6 separate regions of the Mus musculus genome follow, and regions 1, 2, 4, 5 and 6 are each linked to region 3. Evidence: chromatin contacts called from public promoter capture Hi-C data. All regions are on one chromosome and are shown on one strand. The core of a region is the stretch at or near the end of the contact, and the rest is flanking DNA. Distances in the headings are between cores, read along the strand shown.

The links. Promoter capture Hi-C pulls out the DNA fragments that hold promoters and counts their contacts. Capture Hi-C pulls out chosen DNA fragments and counts their contacts.
Region 1: a promoter capture Hi-C map of pre-B cells shows a contact between it and region 3, with 4 times the contacts expected there. The contact joins the promoter of Babam2 here to the promoter of Pisd in region 3. A contact is called at or near these places in 3 of 39 promoter capture datasets (the C10 cell line, hippocampal neurons and pre-B cells), 1 of 484 Hi-C or Micro-C datasets (pre-B cells) and 2 of 115 datasets of contacts at active chromatin or transcription factors (astrocytes and thymic regulatory T cells).
Region 2: a promoter capture Hi-C map of hippocampal neurons shows a contact between it and region 3, with 2.9 times the contacts expected there. The contact joins the promoter of Nrbp1 here to the promoter of Pisd in region 3. A contact is called at or near these places in 4 of 39 promoter capture datasets (the C10 cell line, cranial neural crest, hippocampal neurons and 1 more), 1 of 115 datasets of contacts at active chromatin or transcription factors (astrocytes) and 2 of 9 other capture datasets (adipose tissue and liver).
Region 4: a contact with region 3 is called in a promoter capture Hi-C map of adipose tissue, with 3 times the contacts expected there. The contact joins the promoter of Slc4a1ap here to the promoter of Pisd in region 3. A contact is called at or near these places in 6 of 39 promoter capture datasets (the 3T3-L1 cell line, the HPC-7 cell line, HPC-7-derived erythroid cells and 3 more), 8 of 115 datasets of contacts at active chromatin or transcription factors (the NIH/3T3 cell line, astrocytes, differentiating embryonic stem cells and 4 more) and 3 of 9 other capture datasets (adipose tissue, liver and pancreatic islet).
Region 5: a contact with region 3 is called in a promoter capture Hi-C map of liver, with 5 times the contacts expected there. The contact joins the promoter of Gpn1 here to the promoter of Pisd in region 3. A contact is called at or near these places in 13 of 39 promoter capture datasets (the 3T3-L1 cell line, 3T3-L1-derived adipocytes, the C10 cell line and 9 more), 1 of 484 Hi-C or Micro-C datasets (B cells), 5 of 115 datasets of contacts at active chromatin or transcription factors (astrocytes, embryonic forebrain, embryonic stem cells and 1 more) and 2 of 9 other capture datasets (embryonic stem cells and liver).
Region 6: a contact with region 3 is called in a promoter capture Hi-C map of pre-B cells, with 4 times the contacts expected there. The contact joins the promoter of Ift172 here to the promoter of Pisd in region 3. A contact is called at or near these places in 3 of 39 promoter capture datasets (liver and pre-B cells), 2 of 115 datasets of contacts at active chromatin or transcription factors (astrocytes and pancreatic cancer cells) and 2 of 9 other capture datasets (adipose tissue and liver).

Annotation. Positions count from the first base shown.
Region 1 is chr5:31,695,034-31,699,488 of GRCm38.p6, reverse strand. It overlaps Babam2 (BRISC and BRCA1 A complex member 2), which reads right to left and starts at 1,439. Exons shown (of 12, transcript NM_144541.1): 1 at 1,412-1,439. It overlaps Rbks (ribokinase), which reads left to right and starts at 1,879. Exons shown (of 8, transcript NM_153196.1): 1 at 1,879-1,979. The coding sequence starts at 1,888.
Region 2 is chr5:31,239,643-31,243,931 of GRCm38.p6, reverse strand. It overlaps Nrbp1 (nuclear receptor binding protein 1), which reads right to left and starts at 3,014. Exons shown (of 18, transcript NM_147201.2): 1 at 2,930-3,014; 2 at 1-169. The coding sequence starts at 150.
Region 3 is chr5:32,783,503-32,788,038 of GRCm38.p6, reverse strand. It overlaps Pisd (phosphatidylserine decarboxylase), which reads left to right and starts at 2,413. Exons shown (of 8, transcript NM_177298.3): 1 at 2,413-2,490. The coding sequence starts at 2,426.
Region 4 is chr5:31,524,087-31,528,574 of GRCm38.p6, reverse strand. Slc4a1ap (solute carrier family 4 (anion exchanger), member 1, adaptor protein) reads right to left here and starts at 1,580. Exons shown (of 14, transcript NM_001347328.1): 1 at 891-1,580; 2 at 337-532. The coding sequence starts at 1,553. It overlaps Supt7l (SPT7-like, STAGA complex gamma subunit), which reads left to right and starts at 1,813. Exons shown (of 5, transcript NM_028150.2): 1 at 1,813-1,960.
Region 5 is chr5:31,491,826-31,496,361 of GRCm38.p6, reverse strand. It overlaps Gpn1 (GPN-loop GTPase 1), which reads right to left and starts at 1,621. Exons shown (of 14, transcript NM_133756.5): 1 at 1,479-1,621; 2 at 751-844. The coding sequence starts at 1,589.
Region 6 is chr5:31,289,820-31,293,831 of GRCm38.p6, reverse strand. It overlaps Ift172 (intraflagellar transport 172), which reads left to right and starts at 2,718. Exons shown (of 48, transcript NM_026298.5): 1 at 2,718-2,858. The coding sequence starts at 2,820. Fndc4 (fibronectin type III domain containing 4) reads left to right here. Exons shown (of 7, transcript NM_022424.6): 6 at 19-146; 7 at 346-1,590. The coding sequence ends at 381.

The DNA of each region.
Region 1 (4,455 bases), core at 190-2,689, 1.1 Mb after region 3:
CACAGTTTCTTAATGAATACTGTTTCCATTTTGTAAATACAAAAGCTAAAGACCAGCCAAATCAAGTTACTTATTTAATGTCACATAAAGAACAAACAGAAGGACTGAAATTCAGGTCCAGAGCTCTCTCAAATTCCACTATTCCTATCCTCTTCTCAAGCATTAATTACAATGGCCACTAAAGAAAGCACCAAGGTGAATTTTTAAAGCATACACTTCGGTAAATATAAAGACAAAGTCACGAATTTATACACATGATTGCTTTACAGCTAGACACCAACTAGGCTCCTGCTGATCCAGTGTTGGTACTAGCCTGAATGATTCACTAATTAAATGCCAAAGGAAACAACCTTCTCCAGACGCCAAACCACACTAGTGATTATGAAAACCCATTCCACTTCAGCAACTGTCAAGACGTTAGGATCACACCTGAGGGAATGGATTTCTGTCTTTATCTCCAGAACAGCAGCTATAATACAAGTTTTTGACAGTGCAAGGTTTTGTGCAGCTTCAAGATGTTTCAGTAAGTGTGACTTCACTAACAAATGAAAGTTAAAAAAAAAAAAAACTATACTGACTCCAAAATCAGGAATTTGAAGAGAAAAAAAAAAAAAAAGATGATTCTTTGGTACAATATGCAGGGATATGGATTAGAAACACACACCTCTCCTTTACATATGGCACCATTATAACTGATTCCAGAGAAGCAGGAAATTTTGGTGACCTGCCTCTCTTGAATGCTTGTTTTGCAATTTGTATTTCCTGATTTTGATGTATTGCAGACGGAAGATGCAAATATATAATTTTTATAAAAAAATCTGCTGCCGCAAGATAAGGTCACATGAGGTCTTTTAGTGGGCAGGCTGTCTGGGGAACACAAAGACGTATAAAGCACCATCTAGGCTCTCGCAATTAGGAGAGGATGACAAACACGGAAACATGTGCCCCCGTTGACGTCATGGAACGGAAAGGGGTGGCCTCCTGCTGCATCACGTCCACGTCATATGGCGCACGAGGGAAGTTACTGTGGGGGAGCAATTTCTCCACTGGGCAACATCAGGGAGGGGCGGGGAGAGCGAATTGGTTCCGATCCAAAGAATGTCCACCCATTCTGAGGAGAATCTAAAGGGATCCAACCCTTTCTCCCAAATTGTATGATGCCCTCATCAAGTGCAAAAAGAGGCGGGCTTCATCAGAAACCAGGACTGAACGAGATACGTGGAGAAAGAGAAGCCTCAGATCTTGGGGGCGGCTCTTGAGGGAATCCGCGTGCTGTGGGGCGAGCGGGGCATCTTTGGAACGCGGGCCTTCTCTTGAAGAGGCTAGCTCTCTGGCCATACTCAAACATGGCTCTCTGCGCCACCTGTGCGACTGAGATCCAACCTCCCCGCACCAGCCCGGGTCCAGGTACCTGGAACTTAAGTCCGATCAGTAACCGGCGACTAGACGGGGTACAGGTTACCCGAGCGCGCCCCCGACCGACGCACCGACCTGCGCGCGAACCGCGGGCCGGATGCGTGCGCGCTCCCCCGGACGTCCCGCCCTCTCCGGAGCCGGCCGGGCGTGCGCGTCCCCGCGCCGAGAAGCCGGAAGCTGAGGAAGGCGACCGGGTAGCGCCTGAAGGTTCCCGGGAGCTCTGGCCTAGTGCTTGGCGCGCTCTGTCATTCTCGCCGTGGCGGCCGGGCCCTGTGCTTGTGAGGCGGGGCAGGAACACCGGTCCCAGAGGGATCAGGACTAGCCAAAGGCCGGAGAGATTTCGGGCATTTGGGAGGGCGACCGGCACAGGCGGGTGGAACGCCCGCGTCGTTAAGGAGGACGGGGCGGCGTCCCTGGTTACGGGGTCAGGCAAAGGGCAAAGGGCAGCGTCAGGGTTGAGCAGGATTAGTAATGGCGGCGTGTGGGGAGCCCGGGAGGCCCTGGCAGGAGGAGGAGGCAGCAGCGGTGGTAGTGGTGGGTTCCTGCATGACCGACCTGGTCAGGTTAGTGCGGGGCCGCAGCGCAAGGTCTCGGGAGGGCGAGCCACACTGTGGATGCCCGGGCCTCGGATCGGTGGGCACCCACCATTGGAACTTTCCTGAAAGCTTCAGGTTTCCAAGCACGACTTCTGAGGTGAAAAGGCAGAATTCAAGTTTGTGGAGGTCAATGACAGAGGAAGGGACAGGGATGGGGGGTGGGGGGACTGAATGAAAGCTTTGATAGACACCCCCACCTACGGGCGCCCCCAAACACCTGCACCTGTTTCCTTGGCCAGGCTGCCCCATGACATTTTAACCTCTGAGAACATGATGTACCTACTTCACAGGGTTGAGAGCACAAGAAGTGTTTTGTCCACCAGACCCAACTGGGTATTACTGGATTGAACACGTGAAAGAAGGCACTGAGGCAAACACCTTTTCACTCATGTTGGCATTCCTGCAGTGTTCCATATTTACAGTTTACTTTTATGTGGAAATGTAACCATGGGCCAACCTTTGTGGTGAACCTAAGTGTGAATTCAAAATTTAAAACACACACACACACACACAAACATGACAATTACAGCCACTAAAAACCTGACCAAATAGTGCTAAATGAGAATAGTTGAGTTAGGTCAGAGAGGTTGTAGGGAAGATCCTTCTGCTTTGTCGTCTGTTTTTATGAAAACAGCTTTCCAAGCAGATAAGCAATATACATTGTAGAAAAAAAAATAGTTCAGGTATTCCAAAAAACTCAGGCCATATAATTCTGTTTATGTTAATAACCATATTTCCCAGCAACTTAGTGTCATCGGTCCCTAAACTATTTTTCCAAAAGATAGCAGAGAACTTTGAAATAAGGCCTTGGGGTAATCAAAACAACCAAACCCTTTCACCAAACTACCTATATCTACTTTAAAAACAGCTCCAGGGGCCTCATATATCTAACTTAATCTTGCTTAAAACATTATAAATTGTTATCAGATTCATCAAGATGGCTATGAGGTAAAGGTGCTTGACTAAAGCCTAATGCCCTTCAGTTCCTGGAGCCCAGTATGGTGGAAGGACACTACATATGTGATGCATGAGTGTGTACACAATAGATAGATAGATAGATAGATAGATAGATAGAATAAATAAGTCTATGCTTTCAAATTACCAAACACAACAGAAAAGATGGAATTAAAAAGGAGACTGGGGCCGGGCGTGGTGATGCACGCCTTTAATCCCAGCACTTGGGAGGCAGAGGCAGGCGGATTTCTGAGTTCCAGGCCAGCCTGGTCTACAAAGTAAGCTCCAGGACAGCCAGGGCTACACAGAGAAACCCTGTCTCGAAAAAAACAAAAAAAAAAAAAGAAAAAGAAAAGAAAGAAAGAAAAAGGAGACTGGGAGAGGCAAGTTAATTGACAAAAACCCTGATATGTTGTAGGGACTACAGAAATGGCCTCAACAGTTAAGAGCATTGGATAAAAACCACCTGTAACTCCCATCTAAAGGGTCCCACACCTCCAAGTGCATTGCTTTCCTACACACAGAGTTAAAAGTAAAAAAATGATTTTTTTAAATGAAGCAATAACAGAAGAGCTACAAATAATTAAAGTTTATATAATTTTGTGTGTGGTGCTAGATATTGAACTCAGGTCCGTTGCATGGCTAGTAAATACTTTACTACTAAACTACACTTATAGCTTTTAATTTTATTATTTGAGACAGAATCTCACTAAGTTCCCCATGCTGAACTTGTACCATGTAAGTTAGGCACTTGACCATGCTATCTTGCTGTAGCTGGGATTACAGGCTTACAGCCCCAAGTCTGTCTCTAAATTCTAAATTTTCCTTTTTCAGAAATGTTTGAGCTGCTACCTTGTCCTAAGTTACGCTGAGGCAGGCATGATTTTCTGTACTGGAAGACAATATAGCTGGAGACCTTTGGTGAGGAGGCTTATGTGTATTTTTCTAGGGGAAGATGTCAGCACATCTTTCTGTAAAGCTCCAGATAGTAAAGATTTAAGTTTGGCAGGTCACATTTGGAAGTGTGAAAAGTCCTTTGTCTTCATTAGGATTTTATTGCTGTGAACAGACACCATGACCAAGGCAACTCTTATAAAGGACAACATTTATTTGGGGCTGGCTTACAGTTCAGAGGTTCAGTCCATTATCATCAAGGAGGGAGCATGGCAGCATCCAGACAGCATGGTGCAGGAGGTGCTGAGAGTTCTACAGTTTCCTCTGAAGGCTGCTAGCAGAATACTGACTTCCAGGCAGCTAGGATAAGGGTCTTAAAGCCCACACCCACAGTGACACACCTACTTCAACAGGGCCACCTTGTAATCATGCCACTCCCTAGGCCGAGCATATGCAAAGGGTCTCGTCATTCTGATCTCCCAGATAAGGAATGCTGCAGACTAACCTGTCCATAAGTCCCTGTGTGTAGGCTGTCTCCAGTCCATCCTAACTAACTTAATCCCAGTGGCAGTTCTTGAAGAAAAGGTAGAATGTG
Region 2 (4,289 bases), core at 1,765-4,264, 1.5 Mb after region 3:
TTCACTTTCTTCTTCTTCCTCGGGAGAAGCAGCTGAAGTTGTAGAGGTCACAGGAGGTGACACAGAAGTCAGGCCAGGAGCTAAAGATGAGGATTCTACCTTTGGGTCTGAGCCACTGCTGACTACTGTTTGGGACTCCCCTTCCGACATGCTGGAATGAACACTCAGCCTGCATTTGTTGGGCAAAGTCAGAAGACAAAGGTCAAAAACAGACGTATAAAACTTTAATAGTCTTAACTTCTTCATCTTCATCCTTAAAAATATATCTTGTTTCCTCTAAATCTAAAATCAAATGTACTCTTACCTAAATACTGATGTGAATGACTCTCTGGCTTCTAGAAGATGAGTTACTTTGGCTTAAGACCACACAGAAGTGCCATACCCGAGAATAATGACAATATAGTCCACTTTAGTCAAACTCAAATATACAGTAAAATCTGGTGCCCCATAGCCTCTCAGCCAATAGTGTTACATTAATATACTTCCCATTGGCTCTCAATGGACCTCAATTCTGACTGTGCTCAAGAACTAGGGCGTACAGGCATTACAGGCAAATGACTCTACACTCTAAAATGTCCACTGAGACAGACAACCCTATGGGTCTATACCATCCTTTTTATTTTTTTATTTATTTATTTTTGAGACAGGGTTTCTCTGTATAGCCCTGGCTGTCCTGGAACTCACTTTGTAGACCAGGTTGGCCTCGAACTCAGAAATCTGCCTGCCTCTGCCTCCTGAGTACTGGGATTAAAGGCGTGCACCACCACGCCCAGCTTGGTCTATACCATCCTTAACCAACTAGCCGAAACTCCCAAGGGTGACTTATCCTACTAGACCAATAGTGACATTATTCATCTTTCCTATACATAGGTAGAAGCTGCCTTTGGGCCAAGTGACCGACAGGCGTGACTTCCATCTGTAAGTGTGGCAAGTGGGTATTGTTTAACAACATTTCTTTTCATTTACTCACTGAAATGTTTAGTAACATTTGTAGGTTATTGTACGTCACACACTGGGAGGGTGCTTGAGATAGATCAGTGAATTAAAATAAATGAAATGCCTACACTTACCTAAGCACAAATTAAAAAAAAAAAAATCAAAGACCTTGTTTCCAGCTTTCCTTTCATTTACATTGCTCAAAGGCTCTGACTTTTCCAATCTCTGAGGCACTAGATCTGATACCAGTTACCTCCTTCAGAAACAAATAATTCAAGCTATAGTTTTTATAGGTAAAGTACTAAAAATAACATTTCTATAGGCGCAGAGTTGCTTTAAGAAAAACCTAAGTTTCTAATTAACCCATACCAAAAAAAAAAAAAAAAAAAAAAAGGGACAATCAAATGAACACAGACTGTAAAAAAAAAACTGAAACCTGTGTGTGATTAACTCAAGGAAGAGCAGTCTAGTAAGAAAGCGATACCCTGGAAAGTAAACTTGCACTCCAGAGTCAGTTCAGAATACCTAAGACCTGCAATCAACACCAGAATGGCCATACAACTCTCTTGCGACCCTTTCTACGCATCTCTCCCCAGCCTATACAGTTTTATCTGAATCGAGGGACTTGTATTAACGCTCTAGTAAACGCAAAGAACACTACGGGACGGGGGCGGGGGAGGGGAAATCTGGTAGGATACTTCCCCACTTTAATTTCTAAGGAAAGTCCTTGAAAGCCTCCTCAGTCTGCCAAGACAGCTATTAGTTGCGTGCATGTCTTAATAAACCACTAAAAAAGATGAGTTAAGGATCACTTTTTCCTCCGTCCCCTATCAAAGAGCTAAGAAAATAATAAAGTCTGTTTCAGCTACATTCGCAGAATGTGCATCCAATCTGAACGGATAAGTGAAAGTCTAGCGAGATACAGAATATACTCTGGAACGTCAAAGCCCATGGAATCTAAAACTACAGGACCAAGGAAACAGGCAGCCCCTCCACGGGGCACTTAGAGAAAAGATGAACTGTCATCAGAGACAAACATCCAGAAAGCACATTGCCCTCCCAATCATGTCCCAGAAGGTAAAATAAGAGCAGTGCCTAAAGATCTCCAAGCACTCCCGCAAGAGATGCAGAAACGTGTGCAACACTGGGGGTTCTGCCTCAGAGCTGCTGGCAGTTTTAACAGGGATCACTGTGGAAAAGCTCATTTGCATCGGTGAGGGTATCTCCTCGAAGCCTCTAGCTACCCTGAGGACGCATAGTACATTCACTACAGGGCATTGTCTGTCATCTCGCAAAGTTGTTCTCCCGGCTTCCATTATTAGTTGAAAGCCCTCTGCACATCACCCCGCATAGCTCGCAGCCACAGGCCGCTCTGAGGAAACCCAGAAAGCCTCTGAGGTCAACAGAACTGCTCAGTCGGAGAGAATGCAAGCTCGGAGGGAGGAGGCCCTCAGCTTGTCAACACTCCAACAGGTCGCCCGGCCAGTATCTGGAAGGAAGCGGCGGCGGACAGACAGTGGCCGGCCAGGAGACCGAGCACCACAGCCACCTCATCAAAGGCCAGCCCTGCCCCGCCGTCAGGCCGCAGACCACGCCCCCGCGCTCGGCGCGCCGCCCCGCGAGCAGGCCCGGCCCGGACGCCGCGCTTCCTTCCGCAGGCCCTCGGGCCCGGGCCCCCGCCCCGCCCCCGCCCGCGCCGCCTGCCCCGCCTCTCGCGGCCAGAGTTCCAAGAGAACGCCGGGGCCCCCCGACCCGCGCCCGCAGAATTCCGGGCCGCCGCGGCCACGCCGGAGACACCAGGAGGGCGGGCGGCGCCCTGGGGCCAAGGTGGCCCCTCAGCTGCGACGGGCCGGGCTAGGTCGGGCCTGACTCCCGAGAAAGCAGGGCCGCCCGACAGCACCCGCCGGCCGCGTCCTGCCGGCCCGCGGCTCGGGGTCATCCTGCCGCCCTTCCGCGAGCCCCTCCCTCCAGGGCCTCTTTCTCCGGAGCTCACCTCCCGACTCCGCGCCCGCAGCCTGCGCTTCAGCTCCAGCTCGGGTTCCGGGGCCTCGGATCCCAGCGACTCCCTCACAGCTGCGCTCCGCAGCGCAACCGAACTGCGGGCCCCGCCCTCGCGGCGTCCGGACCAACAGTGGGCGGTGCCGCACCGCCGCCAGGTTTCCATTGGACAGGGCAGCGGGGGGCGGTTCCCACAGACCGAGGCTCTCAAGGCAGTCTACTGCCGGGTCTCCTCCCCTTGCGGGGTTCCGGCAGACTGCCTGCCAGCGTTGTCTTCTTGTCTCTCTGTCCATCCTCCTCCCAGTCGAGGTGCCCCCAAGTAATTCTGCCGGACGAAAGGAAGGCCTTCTCTCTCTTCTTGAAAGCGCCATGACAGTCCTAATCCTCTAAGAAGACAAAAGGAACGGAAGACGCAGCCTTTCAATCTGAGGAACGAACCCACCCACATTCCCCATTTGGGAAAGAGACAGTGCACTGGTCATCAAATTTTCAGAAAGCTTTTTTTTAATCGCTTAACATGAAAACTAATAGTTGCTGATTTGCATAACATTATTTACCCAGACATAACCTGATTCGACCCACATAAGGGAGAACTCATTGAAGTTATCCAATGATAGTTGGCAAATTCGAAAAAGAAACAAAACAAAACAAAAAAAAAAAGTTACTCAAATTTAAGTTGACATGAGTCCAAAATAGAATCCGAAGTAAGAAGATCCATCAAAACTGTCTTTGAAAAGGTATTATTTGGAAAGAGTTTACATTGTCTGTGAGTGTAAAGAATTACAATAGATTCTGGGTAAGCCATTGATCTTAGAAAGTTAAAGGCAGAATTTAAGAGATGTATAATACCATTATACATGTATTATCAAGGAAGAAGGATGAATCATCTGAATCTGAGAATGTCACAATCACCAATTTTACTCTCCTTAAAGGGACTAGTTAATCCTAGTTCACGGGTTCACACAGAAATCCTATAGAGACTCATTTTTTTCTCATCTCTTCACTTTAAAATGCTTGCTTTAAAAACTGAAATTTCAACAAGCATGCCAGAGAGATCTCTGTGAATTCAAGGCCAACCAGGGCTACATAGTCTCAAAAACAAACTTTTTTTTTCACCCAGCATAGTAATGCATACCTGTAATCCTATCACTCAGTAGGCTAATGCCGTGAGTTCAAGGTCAGCATAAGCAATAGAGCAACAACACTGTGTCAAGACAAAATAGAATTCTGATGTTGGATTAAAAGATGCACTTACCTAAAATGTATAGCACACCATTTCAAAGTTTGTTCTAGTCTCAGAAGGGTGCTCATCCTCTCCAGATTAGCCTTTCTGCCAAAGCCATTGTAACTCCTGA
Region 3 (4,536 bases), core at 1,164-3,663:
GAAGTGATTCAACCTGCTTTCTTACAGAATCCAGGACCACCAGTCCAGGGATAAGCACCACCTTTAATCCCAGCACTCGGGAGGCAGAAGCAGGCGGATTTCTGAGTTCGAGGCCAGCCTGGTCTACAAAGTGAGTTCCAGGACAGCCAGGGCTATACAGAGAAACCCTGTCTCAAAAAAAAAAAAAAAAAAAAAAAAAAGGAAGAAAGAAAAAAAGAGCATGCACTGTTCTCCCAGAGGTCCTGAGTTTGGTTTCCAGCAGCTCTGGGGGGCATGCGACACCTCTAGTCTAAGAGGACACCTACAAATGTGGCATATCTACACACAGATCCATAATTTAAAATCACAAAAAAATAAAATTCTAATTTGGGGCTAGAGAGCTGGTTCAATGGTTAAGAACATATGTTGGGTGCTCTTACAGAAGGCTCGAGTTTCTAGTACCCACAGGATGGTATTCAACTCTAGTTCCAGATCTAACCATACATGTATGTTGTGCATATACATATAAACAGGCAAAACATACACATTAAATGAATAATTAAAATGTAATGTGGTCACACTAACAAGTAATAGAAATAATAGTAAAATAATATGCTTAGTAGATGCAAAAAGGAGGTAACTTTCCAACCTTGAAGTTCAGTTATCTTTTGTTGTTCTCTGTGCTTTTGGTGTTACAGCCAAGAAGTCATTGTCAAATCCAATATATCAAATTTCTCAGGGCTTAGAGATGGCTCAGTAGTTAAGAGCACTGGCTACTCTTTTAGAAGACCTTGTTTCCAGTACCCACACTAGGTAACTCAAACTCTCTATAACTTCAATTACAAGATATTCAATGCCTTCTGGCCACAACCAGAACCTGCACACATGAGTGTTTTAACTGCACGTGTGCCTGCTTGCAACTTGCATGCCTGGTGCCCTCAGAGGCCAGAAGAGCATGGTATCTCCTGGAACTGGAGATATAGATACTTGTGATACACCATCTGGGTGCTGGGAATCGAACCGGGTCCTTTAAAGCAACTAGTGCTCTTAACCACTGAGCCATTTCACCACCTCTTTTTATTATGTGTTTTTAGTTTTGCTCCTTTTAAAAAAGGTATATACAGTATATTTATAACATGTTTTCTAAAGAATTGAAAAAAAATAGTGTTATATAAAACTAGGGTTTTTGTTTTGTTTTGTTTTGTTTTGTTAAAACAGGGTCTAGGTAGCCCAGGCTGGCCTGGAATTCAGGACACTCCAAAATACTGGGATTCCAGTGTTATTTTGAAATAACTCACCTCAATCATTTGAATTACAACACTCAATTCCATACCAAAATTATGTTGTGTGTGTTTCTTTTCCAGGCTCTGGAAAAGTATGACAAAGGGAGGTGTTTGCCTTGAATTACCAAACTTGTGACTTCTTAGGTTCTCTCTCTCTCTCTCTTTTTTTTTTTTTTTTTTTTTTTTTTTTTTTTTTTTGGTTTTTCGAGACATGGTTTCTCTGTGTAGCCCTGGCTGTCCTGGAACTCACTTTGTAGACCAGGGTGGCCTGGAACTCAGAAATCCTCCTGCCTCTGCCTCCTGAGTGCTGGGATTAGAGGGGTGTGCCACCAAGCCCGGTTTAGGTTCTCTTTAGTGGCTGGTTTTGCTGTAAGTGAATTTAAGTAACTATCCAGAATTAATCTAAAGCACTAATTAGCTTATCCGTTTGGTGTTTACTAGAAGAAAAATCAGGGCTGCCTTCCTTCAGTTTTTGCATTCAGGTTCAACCATTTTTCTAGGGCCTTAAAAGGGGGGCGGGGTGTTCAGATCATGGGTTTTGACACCAATGATGTAGAAATACTGGATTTTCTATTATTATACAATTTGCGAGCCCTTTGTGGGGTTAATGTGCCCTTGAGAAAGTTGCTTATCCTCGCAGACCTTTAAAATGGTAATAATATCCAAGGGCTGGCTGCGGGTCTCCAGCGCTTAGGAAAAAAAACAAAAACAAAAACAAAACTGTTATGTACCACTGAAAAATTCGTTTTCCCCTCATAACTGGAAAGTACAGGAGAAAGCACCATCACCGGGAGCCTAGTTTAACAGCTTTCCATATTTCTTACATAAACCCCTCGCCTCTGGAGCCCCATCAATGAGATAAGAATAGACACCCCGTTCCAAGGGATCCAACGCCTTCTTCTGGCCGCCGAGGGCGCCAGCATCCTTGTGCCATGCACACATCGTGACTGAGCACAAGGTGGCTCAGATTTTTCGGGCACAGGAGCGGCTGTCCCATCGCCCCGGCGCGCCTGCCCACACACTCCGCGGGGGTGGGCCCGGCAGAGGCGGAGCCGTACGCAGAAGCTTCCGGGCCCAGCCTTTCACGTTCCTGATTGGCCCGGTGACGACAAGGGCGTGCGTCCGAAGGCGGAAGGGGGCGTGTCCGCTCAGGAGGAGGCGAGATGGCGGCGTCTGGGGGCCGCGCGTGTGTGCGCTCGCTTCGTGGAGGTGTGCTGTGGCGGAGCAGGTATGGCCGGGCGGGAGGCTGCTGGGGTAGGGATCAGCACAGACCAAGCCAGGCTCTGAGAGCGAAGCCAGTTCTCGTCGCCGGCTCGCCGCGAGTAGGTCTGACAGGAAGGACACGGAGCCACCTTTCGGCTTCAGAACAGGTGCTACAAGCCACCGCGTGGACCGTGAAATGGGTGTGGCCTAAAGGCTGGGTGAAAGTGCACAGGGACAACCAAACCCACCATATTCTGCTGCCCGCTGGTCTCTAGAGTGGAAGCAGAGTCGATCTCCTTTTCACGGGTGTTTGCCTTCCTACCAGGCTGGTGTAACCTGGAAGAGCACGGCACGGCAAAGCGACCTTCACTTGGGGTTCTAAAGCTTTGAGGCGAAAGAATTAGGTTTCTTTATCTGAAAAGTCTGTGGTGGAATTGTGGTCCTTATCCTGCTGACCCCAAACGTCTGGGTTACTTAAGTTCCTAGGCAGCTAGAAGTGGGAGAGCGACATGAGGCATCTATTGTGACTGTTCATTTGGCTTTTTGTCTGCTCCAGACAGTTTCATTAGGTAACCCAGGCTGGCCTCGAAATCACAGCTATCCCCCTGCCTCAGCCTCCCAAGTGCTTCCAAAAAGCCGAGATTACTGGCATGTTTCAGCTGTTTATTCTTTTTTGAAGGGTAGGAGGGGAGAAGAGGAGAGAGTTCTTAACCCAAATGAGAGAGAAGAAACAGTTCTCAACTTGGCTGAGTTACTTAATAGCCTACATACTTATTTCTTTTTGGCAAAGACTACTTCTACCTTTTTACACCGTGTGTGTGTATGCATATGGGTGGTTGCAGGTGTCCATAGGACCATCAAGAGTCTCCTGGAATTGGAGGAATTACAGGTGGTTGAGAGCCATCTGACATGTATGCTGGGAACCAAACTCTGGTACTTTTTTTTTTTTTTTTTTTTTTTTTTTGGTTTTTTGAGACAGAGTTTCTCTGTGTACCCCTGGCTGTCCTGGAACTCATTCTGTAGACCAGGCTGGCCTCGAACTCAGAAATCTGCCTGCCTCTGCCTCCCAAGTGCTGGGATTGAAGGCTTTACCACACCTGGCTCAACTCTGGTTCTCTTAACTGCTGAACCATCTCTACACCACCAACATTGCTCAATTTTTAAAATGTGTGTGTGTGTGTAAATATTTTGCCAGCATGTATGTCTGTGTGTGCCCTGGTACCCATGGAGGCCAGAAGAAAACATTCTAGCTTAATTGGTGACCTTTAGGCTAGTGATGGACCCTGTATCAAAGAACAAGATGCACGCCTTTAATCTCAGCACTCAGGAGGCAGAAGCAGGTGAATCTCTCTGGATTCAAGACCAGCCTGGTCTACATAGTGACTGCCAGCCAGCCAGAAATATATACTCAGACCCCATATCAAAGCAAAACAACAATAAAGAAAAAACCATAAAACATAACAAACCTAACAAGTTTTTGTATGGTTCATGGGGAATGGCCCCCAAAGTTGTCCTCTGACCTCCCCATTCACATGCATAAACACTACCCACATTCATTATTTAATTTACTGATTAATTAATTTGCAATTAGCCTTATACTTAAGGAACTTACAGTTTAATAGACAAGGGTAATATTTTAATATCAAGTACAGTGTTGGATAAAGCTTTTCAAGAGACCTACCAGTTCAGCTTTAGAACTCTCCTAGCTTTTGAAAGAAGGAGAGAGAAGTAAGGACTATAGGTAAAATGTTAGGACCCATGGTGATATTAAAAATGTGTTACAGGGCTAGCGAGGTTGCTCAGTGGTTAAGAGCATTTGCTGCTCTTCAGGGGAATTGGAGGTACAGTCATAGCCTTCATGGCAGCTCACAACCATCTGTAACTCCATCTCCAGGAAATCTGAAACCTTCTGACCTCCATAGGCACTGCAGACACTTGCTGTACAGATACACACACACACAACACACACACACACACTCTTGATCCTGGCAATTTTCTGTAAAAATTAAAGATGTACAAATACTTGTTTCTGGGCAAAATGTATTGCCCTCCTTGGCTGTTTGTGACCTTT
Region 4 (4,488 bases), core at 331-2,830, 1.3 Mb after region 3:
GTGAAAAAATATCAAATACTGATTTCTCAGCCAAAGAAATGAAGTAAATTTTTCCATGCCCTCCAGGTGATAATTAGCACTCAGAAAGCTCTCTCTCTCTCTCTCTCTCTCTCTCTTTCTGTGTGTGTGTGTGTGTGTGTTTAAATGATAAACGCAATAAGCAAATTACACGGTGAGAAAGAGGTGTATGTATAATGCCCATAATTCAACACTTTTACTCACTAAAGTTAATGACCCTGGGCTTGCAAATTACATTTACCCTACTTCAGCTGTAGGCCTTCTGAGCTGTATGATCAAAAGCACTTGAGGGTGCCACCTTCAGTAGTAGTTTCTTACCCATTCCCCACGTGCAGCCCAGCTCATCATCTTGACCACTTCTACTGCTCTTCCCTTCAGTGGTATTTGCTTCTTCTTCTTCATCTGAGTCTTCACCTAACATCTTCTTCTCCAATAATATCTGCTGCTGTTTACGCAATTCCTTCAACTGTGTTACTGTTAATTCAGATTCTGCCTCTCGGTCTTCCTCTGGTCCCTAATGAATCATGGGTAAAATATATACATATATGGATTCAGAAGTGAGAAAATTACTTTCTGAGACACAGCAACGTACACAGACCTGTGGGTCCAGAATGAGGCCTGTGCTTTTGTCATTGGTTACCAGAATCCTTTTACTCAACTAAACCTTAAAGAAACTCAGAATCGCCGGGCGTGGCGGTGCACGCCTTTAATCCCAGCACTCGGGAGGCAGAGGCAGGCGGATTTCTGAGTTCGAGGCCAGCCTGGTCTACAGAGAGAGTTCCAGGACAGCCAGGGCTACATAGAGAAGCCCTGTCTTGAAAAACCAAAAACAGTGAAGTCCCAAGATTTTTATTTTAGATTTTTCTACCTACCTGAAGGATAAAGAGCCGAGTGCTGCCTCCAAAGCGCATTACATGCCCGACGTGGACTCTACAGTAAGTGCGGGGTGGGATGCGAGTTTTGTTGAGGAACGTGCCGTGGGTACTTCCCAGATCGTAGAGATAAAAGCCCTGCTCATGACCCTCAGAGTCTCCGCTGGGATCCGCCCCCCGGTGCTGTAGTACAGCATGGTACCGAGACACGGAAGGATGCTCCAGACATATGTCACAACTAGCAAGTCTCCCGAAAAAGCAGCAGCTCGTGTCTTTCAAGGTGCGGGTGCCAAGGATGGTGCCACCCTTCAGGGTTTCGAGACTGTAGGGGGCCGTGGCTGGGCTGCCCCACGATGGCTCTCGGTACGGAGGAGCCCGGGTCGGACCGCCAGACGCAGGAGCTACCCGCGGGGAGCGGAGTTGCTCCACCGGTGGACCCCCGGTCTCCTGGCTGTCCGGCTGCGGTGGCGGGACCTCGGGCTCCTCACATCCAGAGTCCAGCTGCGCCGCGAGACATTCTTTCTTCACATCCTCAGAAACGGAGGGACTGGAGGCCGGAGCCTTACCCCGTACTGCGGAAGGCACTGGTAAAACCGGCTTCTTAAACTCGCTACTGACTTCCTGGGGAGCTGGCGCATCTAGCTGAGGGGTAGGATCAGCCATCCTTAGCCGGGTGCAATCTCAAAATGTGTCCCTCGGAAACCCCGACCCCTCGCTCTCTACGTTCCCGCTCACTTCTCCTCCTCCTTCCCACCTCCCTGAGGCTTCTCTGGACAGAAATGTTGGAGTTCCTCTTTCAAGACTCGCAGAGTTTTAAAGATGTGAATAGCACTAGGGAGTCACAATACCAGAAAGCGGGGAGAGGCTCTCAGAGTGCTGTGCAGGATACGGACATTTTAGGCGTTGCATGTAGGCTAGTAATAACTTCCTGTGGCAGAGGGCGATTGGGAAGAAGTGCTTCCGTGGCCTTGGTCCATTAATCAATAAACAAGGCTCCTAGGCTTGACCTAGTCCTCGACTCCGACCTGTCAGAGTCAGGCAGCCGCGTATACCACTCCTGGGGCAGGGCGGTGAGTATTTGAACTTTATTTTCTGGTTCCGGTCCAGAGCCACCCATTTTCCTGCTGCCTTGTAAATCAGACTTCCCAGGATCCTGTGGTCGGCGCCTAAGCCTAAGCCTCCAGATCCGGAGCAAGGAGTCCCTATCTGCAGCTCTCGAATTTATTCCTTTTATGAAGTTAGTAAAGAAGCAATTTATTATTGTTCATTCTTTTATTACTCGGAACAAAATATTGAGATAGCATGTTTAGTGGCTTAACAAACCTGAGCATCGAAACCTCTTTTCTTTTTTACTCTTTGTATTTATGATGTTGGCATGACCCTGGACAACAGCTTCCACATCTGAAAAATTGGAAATAGTAGTGTTAATTTGTCATAAAATTTATGGAAAATTGAACTAAGCCATAGTTAATATTATAACTCTTTGACAGAGGCCTGAAACTATACCAAGATGGCAGCCATAACAAGTGGGAGAATACAGATGAATAAGTCAACTAAAGTTAAGGTTCAGGGATAAAAGCAAATTCATGTAAATATACAAAGAAAGGAGATCTGTTGGGGGGAATGGTGATTTCAGGGATCCTAAAGAACAAATTCAAGTCTGATAAAGATGTAGAGGGTTCCTGGCAGAGGTCACAACTCAAAGGGTCAATTATAAAAATATCTCATGTTCTTGAGAAGCTGAGTGGTGGAGCTGGAGAGATGGTTCTGTGTGCTGCTCTTCGGTGGATCTGAGCTCCATTTCCAGTACCCACATCAGGGGAGTTCACAACCACCTCTAATTTGAGCTCCAGAAGGATCTGATGCCCTCTTCAGATATCCTTGGCACCTGCATACACATGGAACACACAAGCATATACTCAACCCCCAACAGACAACAAAAACGAATGTCTGTGAATGCATAGCCTGCCTGGTCTACAGAGCAAGTTCCAGGATAGCCAAGGCCTCAAAGGGAAACCCTGTCTCGAAATTAATAATTTAAAAATACAATCTTAGCAAAGGAAATAAGCTGAGGGGCCAGTTAGATGGCTTAGTAGGTAAAAGGCACTTGCTGCCAAGTCCGAATGCCCGAGTTCAATCCATGGAACCCACATGGTGAAAGGAGAGAACTGCCTCTCACAAGTTGTCTTGTGATTTTTTCATGCACACATACCCAAAATAAGTAAATGTAAAAAAAAAAAAAAAAGAAAAGAAAGAAAGAGAAAGAAAGGAACTGAGTAGTATATTGTTAGAGCTGAGGGCATTCATTTTGTCCAGGAAGCCCCTCACTTGCCTGCAGGACACTGAACTCACGCCTTTAAAGTAGCAGTGCCAGCTGCTGCTATACTGCAGTATTTTGCTTCTGTTATTCCCTCAGGACAAAGATCTTACACCGTCACACAATGTATTCATTTGATGTTTGTTGGACCTGAGGAGACATATAGGCAGTAAACCTGGAGACGTGAATTAAAGACGCTTAGTAAGCTTTTATTGAATGCTAAGCCACAGAATTCTGACTTTTTCCAAGCAAAAGAAACAAACAAAAAAGCTTGGAAGTGTAGCTCAGTAATAAAAATACTTTTGTAGGATGTGTTAAATCTTCAGCATTGAGAGAATGAGAGACAGAGACACACAAAGAGAGACAGACAGAGAAAGGAAGAAAGTCTAGCAGCAGGGCCAAGTGTAGATCAGATTCTGAAAAAGACTGGAATAGCAGTTCTCAACCTTCCTAAAGGTCTGACCCTTTAATGTAGTTCCTCATGTTGTGGTGACCCCATGCAACCACAAAATTATTTTCATTGCTACTTCATAACTGTAATTTTGTTGCAGTTATGAATCCTATTGTAAATACCTTATATACAGGATACCTGATATTCCTTAACCTATGAAAGAGTCATTTGATCCCCAAAGGGGTTATGACCTACAGGTTGAGAACCACTGGACTAGAGGAAGGAATACTTGTTAGAAGGCAACAGAAGTCTCTCAGATTCATTCTGGGGAGACAGCTCAGTCCATTGCACGCATGAGGACCTGAGTTCAATCCCCAAACCCATATGTAAAAATCCAGGTATGGGTGCATGTGCTTATAAACTCAGCTTGTGGGGAGGAAAGCAGAAACAGTCAGATCCCTGGGACTCACTGGTGAAGGGCGTGGTTCTTATGTTAAGGTCTTATTCCCCAATTGGTTCTTTATTTGTCAGTAAAGAAAGCTGGGGGCCAATTGCTGGGAGGAAGGTACATGTGGGACTTCCAGGTTCCAGGAGGAAAAGGTAGCCACAAGGAAGGAGAGAGGTCTTTCTGCCATGCTTTGGAGGAAGAAGAATGCAGCAACCATGTGAGGTCTTGGGGGAGCTGAGGCCTGTGGCTGGGAACTGGGTGGCTGTGGATTTTTGGCAGGACATAGGTGGCACTAGCCACTGAAGTTTGGGGCAGGTGGAGAAACAGCTAAAAATATTAATAAGGTCATGCTTTTCTAGGCAAGAGACAGTAACACCCAGCGATTGTGCCAAGAAGGCAAGTTATAAAAGAATAAACTATGTGTGTGCACGCGTGCGTGTGT
Region 5 (4,536 bases), core at 372-2,871, 1.3 Mb after region 3:
GCCCTGGCAGTCTTAGAACTGATCTGCCTGTGTCTTCCTCCTGAGTGCTAGGATTAAAGGCGTGAGCCATCACCGCCTGACCTAACCTATGATTCTCAAAACAAGATTCCCTACCCAATTTGTGTATTTGGGGTAAGAAAGCTTCATACCCTAGCCCTGACAGTTAAGGCCTAGGAGTCAGGAAGCCTGGACATCCAAGAGCCCTGTTAGTGGATCACAGACACTTTGATAACAAATCTACCCCCACGCCCACCTTTTCTTTTCCAAACGAGGTCTGGCTATGCAAGTCGGACTGACTCTGAACTCTAAATATTCTGCCTCAGGCTCCCTTGGATCACACCAATACTTAAATCTTTTTGATAGTCTCAATCAGAAAGCTCTCCTCAGAACAGTGCATATTCTTACACACACACCCCACACACACAACTTTGGAAATGGAAGGAACCTGCCTATAAAGTGAATTACAGCAAATCTTATAAACTCTGACAAAAGAAACCAAAGGATTCACGTGTCAGGTGACAGCCCGACCTAATGTCATGTCTCATTCTCAAACCAATTCAACGGTTTCACACACCGAGGGCATGAGAGAGAGGTGAGCGGGGATAGTGCATAAGAGGGATAAATCTGCATAAGCAAGAAGCCTGTTCCGGAACTCAGGCAAATCCACAGAAAAGAAAAGTACATAGTTAGCTAGCTTAGAAAGAAAAGACAAGAAAAGGAAATCAAGCAAGCAGGCAGGCAGGCACTCACCAATATTGGCGGGAAAGGGGACTTCATGCACAGCTGGGTCCAGGTTGATTACATACGGTGGACAGCCTTTGTTGTGCAGGTGTCCTGTGAGCCTCTGCAAAAACAAGGAGCCAGGGTTGGAGGGTGATGACCAAAGGATAGGAACGGGCCCCGAGAATTCCCATCCCTTTACTGACCATGCTTATAAAATCTGTAACAATCTCCTTCTTCCCTCAGCGTGTTCAACACTGAAGAGTTTAAAAAGCCATCTAGTTCCAGTACCTGTCTCCCTATTCTCCGTCACGGCTTCGCTAACTCTGCCCCTCCAAGGGTTTTCTTCCTCTGTCTCCTCCACTAAAACACTCACTCCGTGAAAGCAAGAACCCTGTCGATCTCATTGCCGCTGTACTCTCAGAGCTTAGAACGTGGTAGGTCGAACGAAGTGATTCTTTCACAACTCTTCACGCAAACCAGAGTAGTAGACGTTACACTCCCCTACTCTTTAGGCCCGGGCCTTCGGAAAGCTGCCAATTCGCAGCAAGACAAGTTCAGCTGTACCAAGTGTGCATTAAGGTTGCCCAGGAGCCGGCCTCAAGTGACCCAGGCTAGGGTTCGAGGCTTCGGGAAGGAAAGGAGTCAGAGGACAGCTCGAGAAAACCACGCGCCCGGACCCGCAGATTCCCCAGACAACTTCCTCCCTTCTTCCCGGGCCTGAGGCGCCACTACCGCTTCTGCACGGTGCACGTCACCTGTACAAAGGTAGTTTTCCCGGATCCCGCCATTCCCAACACCAACAGACACACGGGGGGCTGAGGAGCCCGGGAAGCCTGGGGTTCGGATGGAGCCACGGGCGCCGCCATCTTTCCTCAGCCACGCCCACCACTCAGGGATCGCCCGGCGGCCTGCGGGCTCTCTGAATTCCGGGCTGCGATTGGTAGGAAAATCCGTCCTCTTGCGTACAGGGCTACGATTGGTCGAACGATCCGGCCTCTCTGAGTTTAGGGTTGCGATTGGCCAGACTATCCAAACCGCTCGAACCTACTGCAGTGGGTGCCTGACCGGCTTTTGGCATCTGACTTGCAGGGGTCACTTTGATGCTATAGTGGCTTTGCACAAGTGAGGGGTAGTGTAGGGAACCAGGAAGGGTTGACAGGAGTGAGATAGGACCCGGAAAGGGTTAAGCTCGTGTCCCCAAGGGAGTAATGAGGTGGGATTCCCAAGCCAGGATCTGTCAGGATCCTATAACAAAGGTGTTGCTCTACCTTTTATTTTATTGTCTAAGAAGAAGAAGAAAAAAATTAAACGTCATTATGTTCTAGAAAATATTAGGTAAAAATTAGCGTAACACTTGAAAGATAGCATGAATACTGTACTTTAACAGAGGAAGATACATTTTCTGGCAATCATTGCCTAATGCAAAGGGGACTAAAGAACCTTACAGCGTTTGTGGCTGAAGTGTGGCTGAATAATTAATACCGGAAGATATGGGTAGAGGAAGGGAGACGAACCTCATGAGGGAAAGCCCTGTATGACAGAGACTGTGACCAATGTCTTATTTGCTCATCTGTATGGCTATTTGTCCAAGGGAAGAAGAAAAGATGGTGAACCAAAGGCTCAAGGGAACCAGAAAACTCCTAAAAAGTCCCCTTTAAGAGTGAGGTAAAGGGCTAGGAGTCAAGGGTGGCCCTGGGTTTTGTTGACATTCTTGGAAAGTGGATAAAACTCTTTTTTTTTTTTTTAAGATTTATTTATTTATTATATGTAAGTACACTGTAGCTGTCTTCCGACACTCCAGAAGAGGGAGTCAGATCTCATTATGGGTGGTTGTGAGCCACCATGTGGTTGCTGGGATTTGAACTCCGGACTTTCGGAAGAGTAGTCGGGTGCTTTTACCCGCTGAGCCATCTCACCAGCCCCCGTGGATAAAACTCTTAAAGAACAAAAAGTTTGTATATATCTATACATAGATATCTCATTTTATTATGACATGTGCAGGCTGTGGAGAGGGCTCAGTTAGTAAGGTGCTTGCTGCACAAACTTAAGGGCCAGAATTCAGACCCCTGCCCTCACATAAAAGCCCAGGCATTGTGGATTGTGCCTATAATCCCAGTGCTAGGGAGCTAGAGATGGGAGAATCCCTGGAGCTCAGTGGCCAGCTAGCTTAGCCAAATTAATGAGCTCCAGGATCAGTGAGCAACGTACCATACCAAATGGATAGTGATTCTCCTTTCCTGACTCAGGCCCTCTCTGGGCACCACTGTCTGGCTTGTGTTACTTTCTGGCAGGGATTCAGGTAACATTATTTTTCTGGCAGTACCCATACAGTTCAGTTAGTTCACTCCCCACCATGTGAGTCTCAGAGATGGAATTCAGGTTGGAAAGATTGGCTGTAAACACCTGTAATTACTGACCCAACTCCTGGCTGTGGCATCAGCAATTTGGCAAGTTGAAGCTTTGTATGGGGAGATTCTCCGATGACCTTGGATCTCCTCCCTACTTTTCTACAAAAGCAGAAGAGGAGGAAGAGGAGGAGGAGGAGAAAAAGAAAAGCAAGCTTTGAAATTGCTACTGTATAAATGACTATCAATCATTTTCCAAGTACAAGAGAAATTCCACCCATTATGTTGGAAATAAAAGCAGGCCCATTGCTGTTTGTTGTTGTTGTTTTTAATGGATTGGAGTAGCAGGAGAAGCTCAAACCTGTGGCTAATTTGTTTTATATAACACCTGTAATCTCAGCACTCAGAAAGCTAAAGCAGTAAGATAGCCAAATCAAGGTCAGTCTGAAAAACAAAAGGTGATGAGAGATTGAACTAAGTCCCAAGGCAGTTCTGTCCACAGCAGATTTGCTCCAGAGACCTGCAGGTCCTGAGTAGTTTGATGTGAGAGAGACGTGCGTTGTACCTGAACCATATTCTGCCTCCTGACTTTTCACAACTCCTTTCTATTTTCCTCCCCAAGAATAGTGATCTAAGGACACAATAGATCTTGACCACACTGTTTAGTCTTCTAAAAATTCAATAGAACACTACAACAAGGATGCCATGCTGGATGCACATAGATTGTTGATATTAACAGGAACTCTCAAGTATGGTTCTGTCTTGGTTAGCTTTTAGTATCAACATGATACAAGGAAGAGTCACCTGTGGAGACAGAGTCTCAACTGAGAGATTCCCCAGGTTAGACTGGTTTGTGGGCGATTATCTTGAATTTGAATCGATGGAGGAGGATGGAAAAGGAACTAGCAAAGAGCATCCCTTTGTAATTTCTGCTCCAGGTTCCTGCATTGACTTCTGGGCTGGTTTGAATAAGAATCCTCCCCCATCTGTCCTCCCTCCCTGCACACCCCATGACTCCTTTATTTGAATCTTTAGTCAAGGGAATGGAACTCTTTGAAAGGATTAGAAGGATTAGGAGGTGTGGCTTTGTTGGAGAGAGAGTGTCACAGGTGGTTGAGGTTTTCAAAAGCTCACAGCAGGCTCTCTCTGTCTCTCTCTCTGAGTCAGGTTGTGGTACTGCTCCAATGCTATGCAAGCTGTCATGATGACAGTGGACTAAACCTCTGAAACTGTACACAAGCCCTCAGTTAAAAGCTTTCTTTTATAAGAGTTGCCTTGGTCATGATGTCTTGTCACAGCAATAGGACAGCTTCCCTCCATGATGGAAGGTGAAATAAACCCTTTCCTCCCTATGTTGCTTTTGGCCTTGGTGTTTATCACAACAGAGAGCAGAGGAGCACAGCTCTGAAATTTAAGTAGGTGAAGCCAGGACAGGAGCCACATTGTTAAGTCTCCACACCTTACAAGG
Region 6 (4,012 bases), core at 1,469-3,968, 1.5 Mb after region 3:
ATGGTATTGTGTTTCCAGCTGTAATCGGGCTATTCTGCCGTCAGTATGACATCATCAAGGACAACGACTCCAACAACAACCCCAAGGAGAAGGGGAAGGGGCCTGAACAGAGTCCTCAGGGAAGGCCAGTGGGGACAACAAGACAGGTGATGTGGGACCAGTGAGTGTGATAAGGGGGATTTGGGTGCAGAGGGATCATCACTGAAAGACAGAATAGGCGGTGTGTCGGTGTGTCTGTGTGTGTGTACACTGTGTGCATGGAATGTCTGGGATGGAGGAGTCCAGAAGGCAAGGGTGGCATATTTACCTTTCTGGAATTCAGGATGGGTAATTTTTCTCTTACAGAAAAAGTCTCCATCAATCAACACCATTGATGTTTGATCGGATGAAGAACCAGAACCAGAAGAGAGGATGCACTGTGAGGATGCACTGTATGAGTAAGGGGGCGGGGGCAGGAAAGCCTAAGATGGTGACCCGCTTGAGACTCCCACAAGGCAGTATGCTCCCAGAATCCCAGGCTGGTACCCATCCTCTTTCCACTGTAAGCAGGGCCAGAATGTAGGTCTGGTAGATTCTGTATCCCTGGACTTGGGAGTGGATATCAAATGGAATATCTCCCATCCCCCAGGTCCAGGGGAGAATCACTTATTCAACCCTATCCCACTAGGTCCTCGCTAGGGGCCCCATGTCACCTGCATCAGGACTATTGGCACTCACTAGCTGCCCCTACAGCTTGCCTCTGGGCCTCAGAGAGGGGTGTTTCTGCCCGGGTTGCCCTCCTTCAGTGAGTCAGAAGAACCTTCTGGGCCTAGAGGCAGACGCTGCATTGCACTATTCCAGTGTCTTCCACGGAGCCTCTGGGGCTCCTCCCTCACCTGGCAGCCCCTCCAGCTGCTGGTGATCTCACCCCTGGGACATTTTTCCAATAAAGGTTCTGGACAAACTGGAACTGACTGGTTCCTGTATGGTATGCTGAAGACATCTCTACACCTTGTCAGTTCTTCTCAGGCCTCCACCAACCTGAAAGGACAGAGTCTTGATAAGATGTTTGCGTCAGTGTAACAATGTATTCATCTAAGATGGGCGGGGAAAGACAAAAGGGGAGGGGATGAAAGCCAAAGGCCTCCCTTCTTTGTCTTTGCTGAATGAGAAGAGAGAAAATGAGAAGTCACAGTTTTCATACCAACAGAAACCAGGCCATGTCATATAAAAGGGCCAGTAGATTTTTTTTTTATCTTTGTTCAGGACCTTGTGCATACTAAGCAAATATTCTACTGTTGCGCTATATAACCAATCCCTTCCCTGCACTTTTGACTCCAGCACTCACTTTGGGGAAATGGTCAGAAGGGCTGAGCTGTCTTAGGAGCTGACAGGAGAGCAGCCACCACTAATGTGCCCTTGGTGCCATGTGTTCTCACCCCGGGCACACCAGTGCCTCGTCTTTGTTTTCTTTTTCATCTATGTCTTTGTTCATTCAAAGTTAATAATAATTGTAATCCATAAATGAGTTTATATTTATACTCTAACATATCCAGAGGATTCTAGAAATAAAGCTGAGGGGTTTGGATGCCCCTATCAAAAAAAGTATAATTTGAGTTCTGGGACCTATTTGTTACCTGTGAAAAAAGGGAATCTGTCCCCTTCTGATTCTTAATTTTCTAGAGGGATGTGGTGGCAGGAAGAGAAATACTCGTTACCATTGGCAACTGCAGTGCGCTCAAGGCTTTGGGCCCAGCATTTGCCTGGGGGGCATATGCTATGCTTTTAGGGGGGGATAGGGCTTGCCCACCTTGGGTCATTTAGAGAAGGCCTATGACTAACGTTTCTGCATTTCATTCTGTCTCTTGATCTTTTGGGAGAAACAAGAACAAAAATTATTGAAAGGATCCCAAAGAAGATGGTATCTTTTTTTGCTTAACTAATCACAACCACAGGTGTCATGCAGCTCTAAACTAGGAGGGGAACCAAGCTCTGGTCTGCCTCCTGCACTGTCCCATAGAGACATCTGGGTTTCAGGAATCTGCCTTGAACTCAATGACCAAACAGGGTGCCTTTTCTTTCCCTAGCCAGTGCTTCCAATATATCCACCATATCCTGGATAATTTCCTGAGACTGTGTTTCAGAGTAGAGAAGTTGGGCATGGAGACAATGAGTTGAGGAGAGTTGAGCCTTCTTACGGGAATTAAAAGGTTATTAGCTGTGGGTTAAATGCCGGTTCCACCCTTTACAAGCTGTTTTAACTTTGGCGAGTAACTCCTTTAATCTGCCTCCTGTTGGGTAAAATGGGTCTGTACCGCTGCTGAATTCAAACACAGTGCCAAGTATATCCTTGAGCTTTCACTGTTATCTGTCAGTATTGAGTGGCCTCCCGCAAGTCACCTAAGTTTTGGGATGACGTGAAGATTTCAGCTCCGCGAATTGTCTTTTGCCTCTCGTAGCACCTGCCTTGCTCTCCTCCAGAGTTTAAGCAACTAAAGCACATCTGGCCGGGTAGGACAATAAGAAAACGTAAGGATATGGTGACGTAGAATCCGGAGAGGACCGAAGACTTGTGGGCGGAGGTTTGCGTTAGGTTTGCATGCAGCCACAGGATTGGTCGCGGAGAGAATTCCACAACCCCTCTTATGGGCCCGCCTTAGGACTCACTGCGCTTGCGCACGTCCTGTTCGCTCCGTCGCGAACCCACTACGTGACCTTATGACGTATGTCGCACTCACGTTGCCTGTGCGTCAGCGGTTAGCGCCGCCGATGCTTGGCGGGTTGTCCAGGTAACCACGGGAGTTGTCTCGGTCAGTGAGCATCCGAGACCGGTGTACGTCATGCAGTTGAAGCACCTGAGGACCCTGCTGAGCCCTCAGGTGAGGAATCGCATGCCTCTTCCATTCCCAGGCCACCAGGCGTTCAAAAAAAAAAAAAAAAAAAAAAGTAAGGGAACATAAGTTCATACTTTTTGAGCGTCTACTTTGTTCAGAAGACCGTGAAAGCTCTTTCAGCAGGCGACATGCATCACTAACGACTCTAAGCTTTCTTTGCATGACATTACATCAGTTGAGTGCCAGGCCCCAAGCTTAGGCTCTCCGGGATCACCCGCATTACGCGTCAAGGCTCTTTTTGGAAGGAGAGGCGCATATATAGTCAACCTTCATAAGTCTACACAGGATGAAATGAGCACTTTAGATATAAACCCTAAAAAAAGGTAGAGCAGAAGCTGAACCCTCTTTTGGATTGTGAAAGTGTGTCTCCTCAGAAGCAGAAGAGGCTGGGTGGGCGCTGGAGGAGGAGCCCAGAGACATAAACGAAGATTATGTTTGGTTTGGGCGTGAAGAGGACAGAGTCTCTGTCTTAGCTTAGCTCCAACACTGACTTGACCAAATGGTATTTCTGGCTTTAACCATCACCATACGCAATCATTCTATCACTAGCTTCTTCATCTGGTAAAGAAAAGGCGCAGGGAGAGCAACTGTAAGCGACTTAGGAGAATGTTAAATAAAGTTCTACACAGAACAGAATCTTATAAGCCTTGGTAGCCCAGGCTAGTAATCTCAGCAATTGTGGAGGTAGGAGGATCAGGAATGCAAGGCCATTCTTAGCTACGTGGAGAGTTCAAGGCCAGCCTGGGCTACTTGAGACTCTTAGGAGAGGGGGTAGGGGAAGGGAGAGAAGGGAAGGAAAGGGGAGGGGAGAAAAGGGGAGGGGGAAGGGGAAAAGGGAGAGAGGAGGGAAGGGAAGGGGAGGGTAGGAGAGAGAGAGGGGGGAGGGGAGAGGAAGAGGAAGAGGAAAGGCCTGTGAGCTGGCTCACTGGCTAAGGTACTTGCCACTAAGCCTGACCTCCTGAGTTTGAGCCCTGTGACCCACACAGTGGAAGGAAAGAGCCAGCTTGTGCAAGTTGTCCCACCCCACTCAAAATGTAAGGAAAAAGTTTTAAAGAGCATAAGAAAACTGGAAAGCCATAAGAAGGATGATTGACAAGAGAGAAAGGCATTCCAAAGTGAAAGGACAGGCTAACACAACA